Linked DNA regions of Sus scrofa: regions 2 and 3 are each linked to region 1. A link is a contact called in public Hi-C data. All regions are on one chromosome and are shown on one strand. The core of a region is the stretch at or near the end of the contact, and the rest is flanking DNA. Distances in the headings are between cores, read along the strand shown. Region 1 holds the start of PTAR1 (protein prenyltransferase alpha subunit repeat-containing protein 1). Region 2 holds the start of APBA1 (amyloid beta A4 precursor protein-binding family A member 1). Region 3 holds the start of C1H9orf135.

What was found. A called contact is a pair of places that touch in the nucleus more often than the background predicts.
Region 2: a Hi-C map of skeletal muscle shows a contact between it and region 1, with 2.5 times the contacts expected there. The contact joins the promoter of APBA1 here to the promoter of PTAR1 in region 1. A contact is called at or near these places in 9 of 47 Hi-C or Micro-C datasets (alveolar macrophages, embryonic fibroblasts, fetal skeletal muscle and 4 more) and 2 of 2 datasets of contacts at active chromatin or transcription factors (alveolar macrophages and skeletal muscle).
Region 3: a Hi-C map of embryonic fibroblasts shows a contact between it and region 1, with 2.6 times the contacts expected there. The contact joins the promoter of C1H9orf135 here to the promoter of PTAR1 in region 1. A contact is called at or near these places in 2 of 47 Hi-C or Micro-C datasets (embryonic fibroblasts and liver).

What each region holds. Positions count from the first base shown.
Region 1 is chr1:223,088,092-223,091,131 of Sscrofa11.1, reverse strand. It overlaps PTAR1 (protein prenyltransferase alpha subunit repeat-containing protein 1), which reads left to right and starts at 1,453. Exons shown (of 7, transcript XM_005654497.3): 1 at 1,453-1,667. The coding sequence starts at 1,582. It also overlaps a transcript of C1H9orf135 not described here.
Region 2 is chr1:222,988,430-222,991,469 of Sscrofa11.1, reverse strand. It overlaps APBA1 (amyloid beta A4 precursor protein-binding family A member 1), which reads left to right and starts at 1,472. Exons shown (of 13, transcript XM_021064677.1): 1 at 1,472-1,724.
Region 3 is chr1:223,152,137-223,155,176 of Sscrofa11.1, reverse strand. It overlaps C1H9orf135, which reads right to left and starts at 1,498. Exons shown (of 6, transcript XM_021064714.1): 1 at 1,238-1,498. The coding sequence starts at 1,389.

The sequences.
Region 1 (3,040 bases), core at 204-2,703:
CCTCTAAATGTATTAGAGTGAAACAAAAAAATCACACTAATTTTTAAGATAAAAATAAATTCTTAAAAAAATTTATATTTCAGTGCAGTTCTTTGAGATCTGCCCCAGAAGTCAGGATTTATTTCCCACTTCTATTAGGAAAGGATGCAAGGCTCTGATTCCTTGAAGAGGAAGAAGACTATCAGTGAACTCAAAACATTTCAGAATTGGTATCACATTTTAAGAGTAATTAGGACATTAGAGGTTGTCTTTGGGCTTGGAATCTAAAAACGAATTCAATCTACTGCCTCATTTGAGAATTTGCCAACAAGTTAGGGTTTGTTTGACCTGACTAAAACATGTTCCATCTTGCTTTTTACAATTTTATGCAACTTCTATCTCTTTTAAAAACCAGAAGACCAGTGTCGATACAGCAGGTCTTGCCTTTCTAAACATACCCACAGGGAGTATCAATCACTGAATATAGTTCATTTATATTTTTTATTCATTGCTTTACAATTTTGCCTCCTGTGTATGGTTTTTACTTTCACTACCACCAACTCTACTTCAAATGCTCCACATACATTCACATTAAACTTGCATTTAAAAAAAAAAAAAGTTTTTAAAAGATAACACTTCAAGGATTTAAGTAAAAGGAACTGAACCAAAAGCAGCCAGATTTTTCTAACAGAGAAGGTTGAAAGAAAATCTGATATACGAAAATTTGATTTATGGCATTTCAAAATCCAAACGGAATAGAAAGCCAGTTTTTCTTATAAAAATTATTTGTAGCAGGGTAAATAGTTATTAAGAACAAACCTTAACCGGGCCTTGTTTTTTTAACTCCAAAATTAACAGGCACCATTCAAAGGACACCAGATCTGAAAAACAGCTTTGTACTTCTACTTTCAACATGACAGCAAAGAACTTTTTCTTTATTCTCCTTTTTCTTCCTTTAATCCATTTAGTAATTTTTTAAAATTAACTTTTTGAAAAGAGTTGCCCAGTGGCCAGAACCGGCAGGCAGGTACAAAATGAGGTTACCAAGAAGGTCCGATTGGGACTCATTCCACCAAGAGCGTCTCTGAGCGGCCTCATCTCTCCAACTAAGAAAATAGAGACAAGCTCTCATACCGTGCCAAGGGACTAACTGCTTAACAGGGCTCTCACTCTTGGTTAAACTTTCTCGGAGCATTCTGGGACCTGGCTCGTTTCCTGAACAGCTGAGAGAGGATTGTTCAGGCCAGTCTCCGGCTTTGGAGTGATCTTAGGACCCCTCCCTCCTCAGCCCCAAGTGGACTAGAAATTAAAACAAAATGTGTACAACAGCGACCTGAAGTAACTGTAAATAAACCAGCAGCACCATCTCCTCCAATAATTGGGAAGTCCGGGACCAAGCCAACCACCGGAGCCCCACTAGGGACCACACCCCCGGTGCGGAGAGGGGGAGGGTAGCTGACCCGGAAGTGTTCCGCGGCGGCCGAGGAGCGGGGTCGGGGGCGCAGCCAAACCGGCGCACACGGGCGCGCTCCCCGCGGAACTCCCGCGGGCGGCTCGGCGCTCTCCCGGAGGCGCGCGCGAGCCGCCGCTGCCGCCACCAACATGGCCGAGACGAGTGAAGAAGTGGCGGTGCTGGTGCAAAGGGTGGTAAAGGACATCACCAATGCCTTCAGGAGGAACCCACACATGTGAGTCGCGCGCCCGCAGCTCCTCCTGCCTGCGCTGCCTCCGGGGGTCGTCGGGGGCGGGCGGGGGCGGGGCCAAGCCTGGAGGCGACCTCGGGCGGCGGGTTCTGGCCCACGCGCTCCTCTCGGGAGCGAACAGTGCTAGATCGGGGCTGGACCATTGTCGGCCGCCGCGGGGCCCGCTTTCCGCTACCCGAAGGCGTTTGCGGTTGAGTCCCTAGAAGTGACCTCAGAAAATTAAAACGTAGTGACTTTGTTTGGTTCTCCTCCCTACCACTCCTTTCCCAGGAGTTCACCAAACTCGGAAGACTTCACCTGTAAGTCCATGTCCTACATCCATTTAAGGTATAGGGGCAAAGACACACTGTGGGTCTGTGTGTGCTTTGTTAACTCAACTCATTGGATGCTCCTCCCGGATCTTCGTAAGGAGGGGTTACCGATCGTCTGTACTCTCCATGGGCCAGAAGACCCTCAGTTACTAGCCAGAGGTAGTTTCAGGCTGCTTTTGACTTTCGCTTCACCTAACCCAAGATTGTAGAGGGACATTTTGTTTTAAAAGCGAACAGAGCATTCTCAAGAGTGTAGCTTCTGTAGGCACAGGTTGGGTCTGGTGTAAAGCAGATGAAACCTCAACACTTTTTAGCATTAGCTGATTCATAGTTACAGGGAGCCTATTAACTCTTTTTATTCGAACACTGCTGCCCTCTTTAAGTAGGACACCACAAAACTGACACATGTATCTTTCCCTCCTTCCTCTCCATTTTACTCCGGATGGATACAAGAAGAGACTGCTTTCTTTCTGACACTTAGGCTTTCATGTAACGAGTGAAAAGAAAACTTAAAAGAAGAGGCATGTTACATATTATACAAAAGAATAAGGAAAAAGCAAGAGTGTAGCTCTTTTCCCATCCTTTCTCCCTCATCCCTTCTCCCCTCAAAAGAAAGAAACACAGAATCCAGTTTTACATTATTTTCACTTTAATTGCTGATGGAGTTTATTTTTAATATTTTATTCTTTCAACTGAAACACATGAATTATTCTTTTTAACTATTCTAACTCCTTAAGCTTTTCTGCTTAAAAGAGGTGCCAAAACTTCATCTAGATGAAGTGTTCTTTTCCTTCAAGGTGATGCCCTCAGATGTCTTGCTCCCTTGTGGCACTCAATTGGAGACCTGCAACTGTGCCTCATTAAAAACAAAACACTGCTGACCTCAAACCACACCTGCTGCCTCTAACAGGGTCCTCTTCCTTCTCCCTAGTGACTGCTGCCTTTTTCAGAATGAGAGTGTTTGGAATGATTTCCTGCCAGTAACCATAGTGGGTACTGGGCCTTCTAAAGAATGCTTTGATGCCTTGTTGTATATCAGTCTTTTAG
Region 2 (3,040 bases), core at 223-2,722, 100 kb after region 1:
TTATTAGTCTAATTAATATCTGTTTCCTCCATTGTACTGTGAACTCTGGGAGAACAAGGGCCCTATCTAGAATATACGTCGAATAAATATTTGCTGGGGGGAAGAAAAAGAATTATGTAAGGTCACAGTACAAGTATCCTTGTAGTATATAATATTTCGATTTTAGTAAAAGATCTTTTTGAGGAGGGGGAAGCTATTAATTAGTTATTAAAGCCAAAAAAAAAAAAGATTCATTACGCAGTGGAATGTAAATTCATATGAATTTTAAAGCTAAAACACAAGACTTCAAGAATACATCAGACTACATCCAGATTTCTGGCAGTATTTTGGTTAAAATAATATGTAAACATGGTGTATGTAGCAAGAGATTCCTTTCCCAAGAGCTCCAGATAATCAAGGCTTATCTTCATTTTACTAGATGAGAATATGTGTATGAAGATGGCTTTGCAAACTATAAGGCTTTGTGCAAATATCATTTATTATTACTGAGAAATCTGTGAAGAGAAATGATTTCGCTCATAATACATTGCCAATTATAGGTGAGGCTGTCGACAGAGCCCAAGTCCCCTGAGGCCTGTCTATCCCACTGCTTTTCATTAACGCACAGCACCTGACACCTGGTTCCTGCTGCTAAGGCTCCCCCCCACCCCCACTCTTATTCCCTCCCAAGCATATCTGGGACTGATGCCCTAAGCTAGGCTCAAATACAGTCTAAATTCTGACCAACCAGAACTGAGAAGCAGGTAGAAAAATTAAGCCGAGCATCTCCCGGCAGAAGCTTTCTGCTCTTCCCCCAGGAACGGACTCTTCCCCTCAAGGGCGGCAAACGCGGCCCGTTTAGCTCCAGCTCAAACCCGAGCGACTCGCCCCCTGGCGGCGACAACGCAGGACTGCAGCGCTTTCCGAGACGCCAGCCACCCTCTTTTCTGAAGGGGTCTTGTGCAGCCGCGGGGCAGCGAAATGCAGGCAGGGCCGGAAGAAGAGAAGCTCGGTAGTAACTCAGCAAAGGGAACACCCCTCAGGAGCCAAAGCAGCGGCCCGACCTCGTGGTCCCACAGCGCGGCCCATCCTGTCGGGGAACCCCCTCTGGGCTTCCGCCGAGGAGGCGGGGGTGTCCCCATCAGTCCCCTCGCGGAGACAACCCCACGTCACGCTCAGTGCGCCCGGCCAGCAGCCAGAGGAGAGAACAGGAGGTCCGGCGGGGCCCACGCACTGCAAGACGCCCCTGCCCGAGCCAGGCACTTAAGAGCGACAAGAGGCAGCAGAGCCAGGCACGCCCACCCGCGTCGGGACCGGGGCGCTTCAGAGGCGGCGCGTGGAGGACACCGCCCAACTGCTTAGGGCTCGCGCGCCGCGCGTGCGCGCGGGTGGGCGTGGGAGGCAGGGCGCTCCTAGCACGCGGCGTGCGCGCGCGCGCTCCCCGGGGCACCCTCCCTCTCCAGCCGGCCGGCTCGGCCCCGGCGCGCGTCACGAGGGGCGGGCGGCGGGCGGGAGGGTGGGGAGAAGGGGGTGGGGCCGCGGGACCGAAGGGGCCCGAGCGGCGGCTGCAGAGCCCTAGCCCGAGATTGGCGAGGGAGGCTGAGGTCGTGGCGGCGGCGGCGGGAGAAGATGGTGGCAGTAGAGGTAGGAGCGGCTGGAGTGGAGCTTTATTCCCAGGCTTGGCACCAACGCTGTCATTAGCGCCGCCTGCTCCCGCGGGCCCGCGGACCCAGCTGTCAAGCAAGGTACCACCGCCAGGGAGGGGTGGGTGAATGGGGGCTCTCCGGCGCTGATGCTGCCCCCGACTGAGCCCCGGTCCTAGCGGAAGGGTGCCCCCGGGCGCGAGAGGAGCTGCGAGGAACAATAGTGCGGATAAGAGGGGACAGCCGGCGACATCCAGAGGGCAGTGCCTTTAGCCACGGAGCTAACGGGGCGGGGGAAGGAGGCGTTGAGAATTGGGATGCCGGGTGTCCGGTGCTTGCTGAAATGCAGTGCTTTGGGGACAGCGGCGGGCCTGATGACAGTCATGGCAGGAGTGTGTGTGTGTGTGTGTGTGTGTGTGTGTGTGTGTGTGTAAAAGGTAGAGCCTAAGGGATGGGGATGGCGAATGAAAGGTGTTGGGGGACGACATTTCCAGGAATCCCCGCTAGGAACCCTCAGCTCTTGGCTGACTGTGAAAAAGAGTGTGGTGATGGCAACGATGAAGTGGGCAGGAGGCACTTGGTGTGTGAATGTGGAGGGAGACAGCAGGGTGGGTGCGGATTTGTAAAATACCATGTGTGTGAATCTGTGTATGTGTGTGATTGTGTCCACGCTCCTCAAACTGCTCTCCAAATCCAGAGATCTGCGGGTGCCCCGACTTGCTGTCACCCGTTTACTGTGGGACACTGTTTGTTATTTCCATCCTGCAACTCTGAGTACCTTCTCTGTTCTGCTCCTGCCCCGTGGATGGCCGGGTGTGGGGATTCTCACTTCTCCTCACTCACCCTCACTTCCCCCTGTTCTCACATGTCTTTTGACATGGGGATGTGGAAGTGTGACTGTGGCTTTGGACCCATGGCAGAGAAAGAGGGTAATGGTTACCCTTTCTGGGCTTTCTGAAAGGTTTTGAGGGGAGCTTCCATCCTGTGACACCTCTCCTCTGTTCAGCCCCTGCTCTGTAAGGGTCTTAGATGCCCTGACACTGCAGTTTCTATTGTTTATCTCTGGTCTGACCTGAAGGAGAAGGGTCTTTAATGGCCACATCCCTCTCTCTTTCCCCCAACTTTGAATGTCAACTAGACCTTCTTCTTCCACATTTAAATACTGGAAATCTTATGGCTGAAGAATATGGTCTTTATGTTTATTCTTGTAGCATGAACTCTAGATGTGTGTATAAGAGATGGGAGGGGTGGTATTTAAAAGACGAAAAGATCCTACTGAGAAATATTTGGTACCCTCCTTGGTCAACGTCACACAGGCAGGGCGTTTTCCTTAGGAAAAGGGATACTTTATTTCTACTCCTGGTGTCATCTACTCTTCCAGGCTTCACAATGACTAGGTGGTACCATGTATTATTCCA
Region 3 (3,040 bases), core at 249-2,748, 64 kb before region 1:
TTTGTCTCTGTGGACATGACCATAAATGACCATGAAAGTGCCACAAGTATTGATACGGAGGTTACAAGTAAAATTTTGCAAGTAGATAAATTTGCAAGTACAGAATACATAAATTATGAAATCAATTGTATTTACCATTCTAAAGAACTATTTATATTTCCTTATGATGTAGCTTTTTACCACTATGTTGCACTTGTGTCTTCTCTTTTGTGTACCTATGGAGCTCCTATTCTCCCTCTAAACCTTGCTCAGAAAACCACACACATACTAACCTCCCTCTCCTATTACCTTTATTTTTATACTTATCTCTATTTTGCACAAATCAGATTATACTGTATTTACTGACATTCTCCTTTTCTGGACTATGAGGTTCACTGAAGTTAATCACCATGGCCTAATACATCCATATAATGTACACTGTGTTTACTATGACCCAGGCTGTATGTCAAAGGGTGCTTCACATACACTACCTTGTTTAATCTCTCAATAATTCTATCATCCCTATTTTACAGTCGCAGAAACAGAGGCTTAGAGCAGTCACATCACTGGCTATATCACAAGCTGCAGAGTTGGTATTCAAACCTAAAGCCCAAGCTTTTAACCATTATGTTATCCTAAATAAATATTAGTTACCATAAATATTATTGATTGCTTTGTGCTAGGCATTGTATTAAATGCTTTCTATAAACTGTCTCACTGAATCCACTTAATCCATTTCTAAGTCTCCAACACACAGCAAAGTGCGTGACACACAAATGTTTGTTGGGTTGAATTCATTTCTTCCTGCTTCCACATCTTCCTGCTTCCACCTCCACCCTCTGTGTGGGTGATCTATGACCTCTGTCTGGCTGCAGCAAGTCTCCATGTATGCTGTGGGGCTGCTCTTGGAGAATCTCCTATCTCTTCCTCCTTGCCTCTCACTCCCACTCTCTCTATCTCTTTTGAAGATCTGTTTCCCTTTCTTTTCTCTCTTCCAGTTATCTCTCTTATATGAGCTTTTTCTTTCTTTCTCTGCTCTTTTCCTCTCTTCACATTTTCCTCTTCTGTTTAGTCTAACCTCTCCACACTTGTTCTCTCTCTGCTACCCTCCTTTCCTCTCTTCACATTTTCCTCTTCTGTTTAGTCTAACCTCTCCACACTTGTTCTCTCTCTGCTACTCTCCTTTCCTCTCCTCCCCCATTCCCTTCCCTTCTTCATCCTCTCCTAACACCTAGGAACTGCAAAAAAGCTTGCTCACCAGGAATACACCAACACTGGCTTCGAGTATTTCTTGTGATGGGAGCGGAGGGTTAGGGAGCCCTTGCGCTCTGTCAAGTCCGTGGGTCCAAGTTCAAACCTGTATTGCCTACCGCTGCACCAGTCCCGACAGGAACTGTCAGAGCTCTCCATGGTGGCCCTCCTGGTACAGATTTCATAGGATTTCCCTCTGCACTATCCTGCTCCCTGCACGGACACAGACCAAGATTCAGAGTCTCTTATCTCCTAAGCAACCAGGAGCGAGGTCAACGGAAGGGGCGGAGTCAATAGAGGGGCGGAACCCTGCAACCTAACAGTCCTGGTTTCCTAGGCTGTGTGAGCAGATACCAATTAGAAAGAAACCTGCAGCTCCGATTTGACCCCTAGCCTGGGAACCTCCGTCTGTCGCGACTGCAGCCCTAAAAGGACAAAAGGCAAAAGACAAAAAATAAAAAAGAAACTACATATCCCAGAATGCTATGAGGGGATTGATCAGGTTACAAAGAAGTTAAGAGGGACAACTGCATCCTGGGATCTGTAGTTTCACCTTCCTCTCAGCCTAGTCCTTAGAGCCGGGGGCGGGGGGTGTAAGACAGAGCACCAGGTCAGCAAAGGAACCTAAGCCCAGAGCAGGTCTGTTCGAGCTGTCCTTGGTGAAGTTTCTTTTTACCATTCATCTGTTGCCACCACACTTTCTGCTTACATGTTATATAAATTTGACTAAACGGGGGCAAGAGAACACCCCCCGATTACTAAAACATGTCATTTCTATATAGCTTTTCTGAGAAGAGGAGGAGCAGAATCAATTAGCAAGTCAAAAATCTAAGGGTAAAAAAGCTTGGCTGGTTCCAACTTCAGTTGCTTTCTCAACCTTTCTGAGCAGGAGTTTCTTGCTGTGAAAAACGAAGTAGAGGAGGAGACTGTACAGGAGGTGGTGAAATGGACACAAGAACCTGAAGTCCCTTTGGACTGAAATGGCTAAAAGACCCAAGCTCTAGGTACAGGTTAGTGCTCCAAGGCATTCAGCTTCCAAAGATTTGCCAAGATCTCCATGTTTTAATTTGATATGTTGTAACAAGACAAATTCATCACATTATTATGTTTTGAGTTATGTGCATGAAGGAGGTTTCAAAAAGATTATCTATGGCATTGCTATCAAGAAATCACTGGATAACTGCCTTGTGCTTATTCTGCTTTTGAGTTTCCAAGAAAAAAATATTTAGCACACCAGAATTCTCCTCCCCAACCTCAGCTGAGCACCTTAAGGACATTAACTGACTTAATCATGGCCATCCCACTGCCTGGCATAGTGCTGAGTGCATGCAATCATTTTAAGAGTGCGGAGTGAACTAAGAAATGAGTATTACATTTTATTACCTTAGGTTTTTCTGCATTTCCATAAATTCCAGAAGTTTCTTACTTTAAGAAAACCACATGTACTCCAAAAACTCAAACATAAAAACGTAAATTAAGAGGTATTTCACATTACAAATAGATTCTCTAGTTTGCAAAAGATTTAATACAGCACTCCTATAAATAGTGAAGTGCTCTTCTGGATCAGTTTTCAAAAATTTTATTACATACAGTTACCAAGTGCTTTTCTGTGGCCTGTGATGGGCAACTGTGGTAAACTTAGGCCCCTATTTTACTGATGGCCACAGCTAAGCCATGTTTTTGAGAATCAAATAAATAGTCCGCTGTCACCAGCTTAGTGCTGGTAGAGCACTGACCACTAGTCCTTATTTCTTGAAGGAATGAAAAGCAAAATAGATATTAAAAGGTTAAGTAAGGAGTTCCCTTCGTA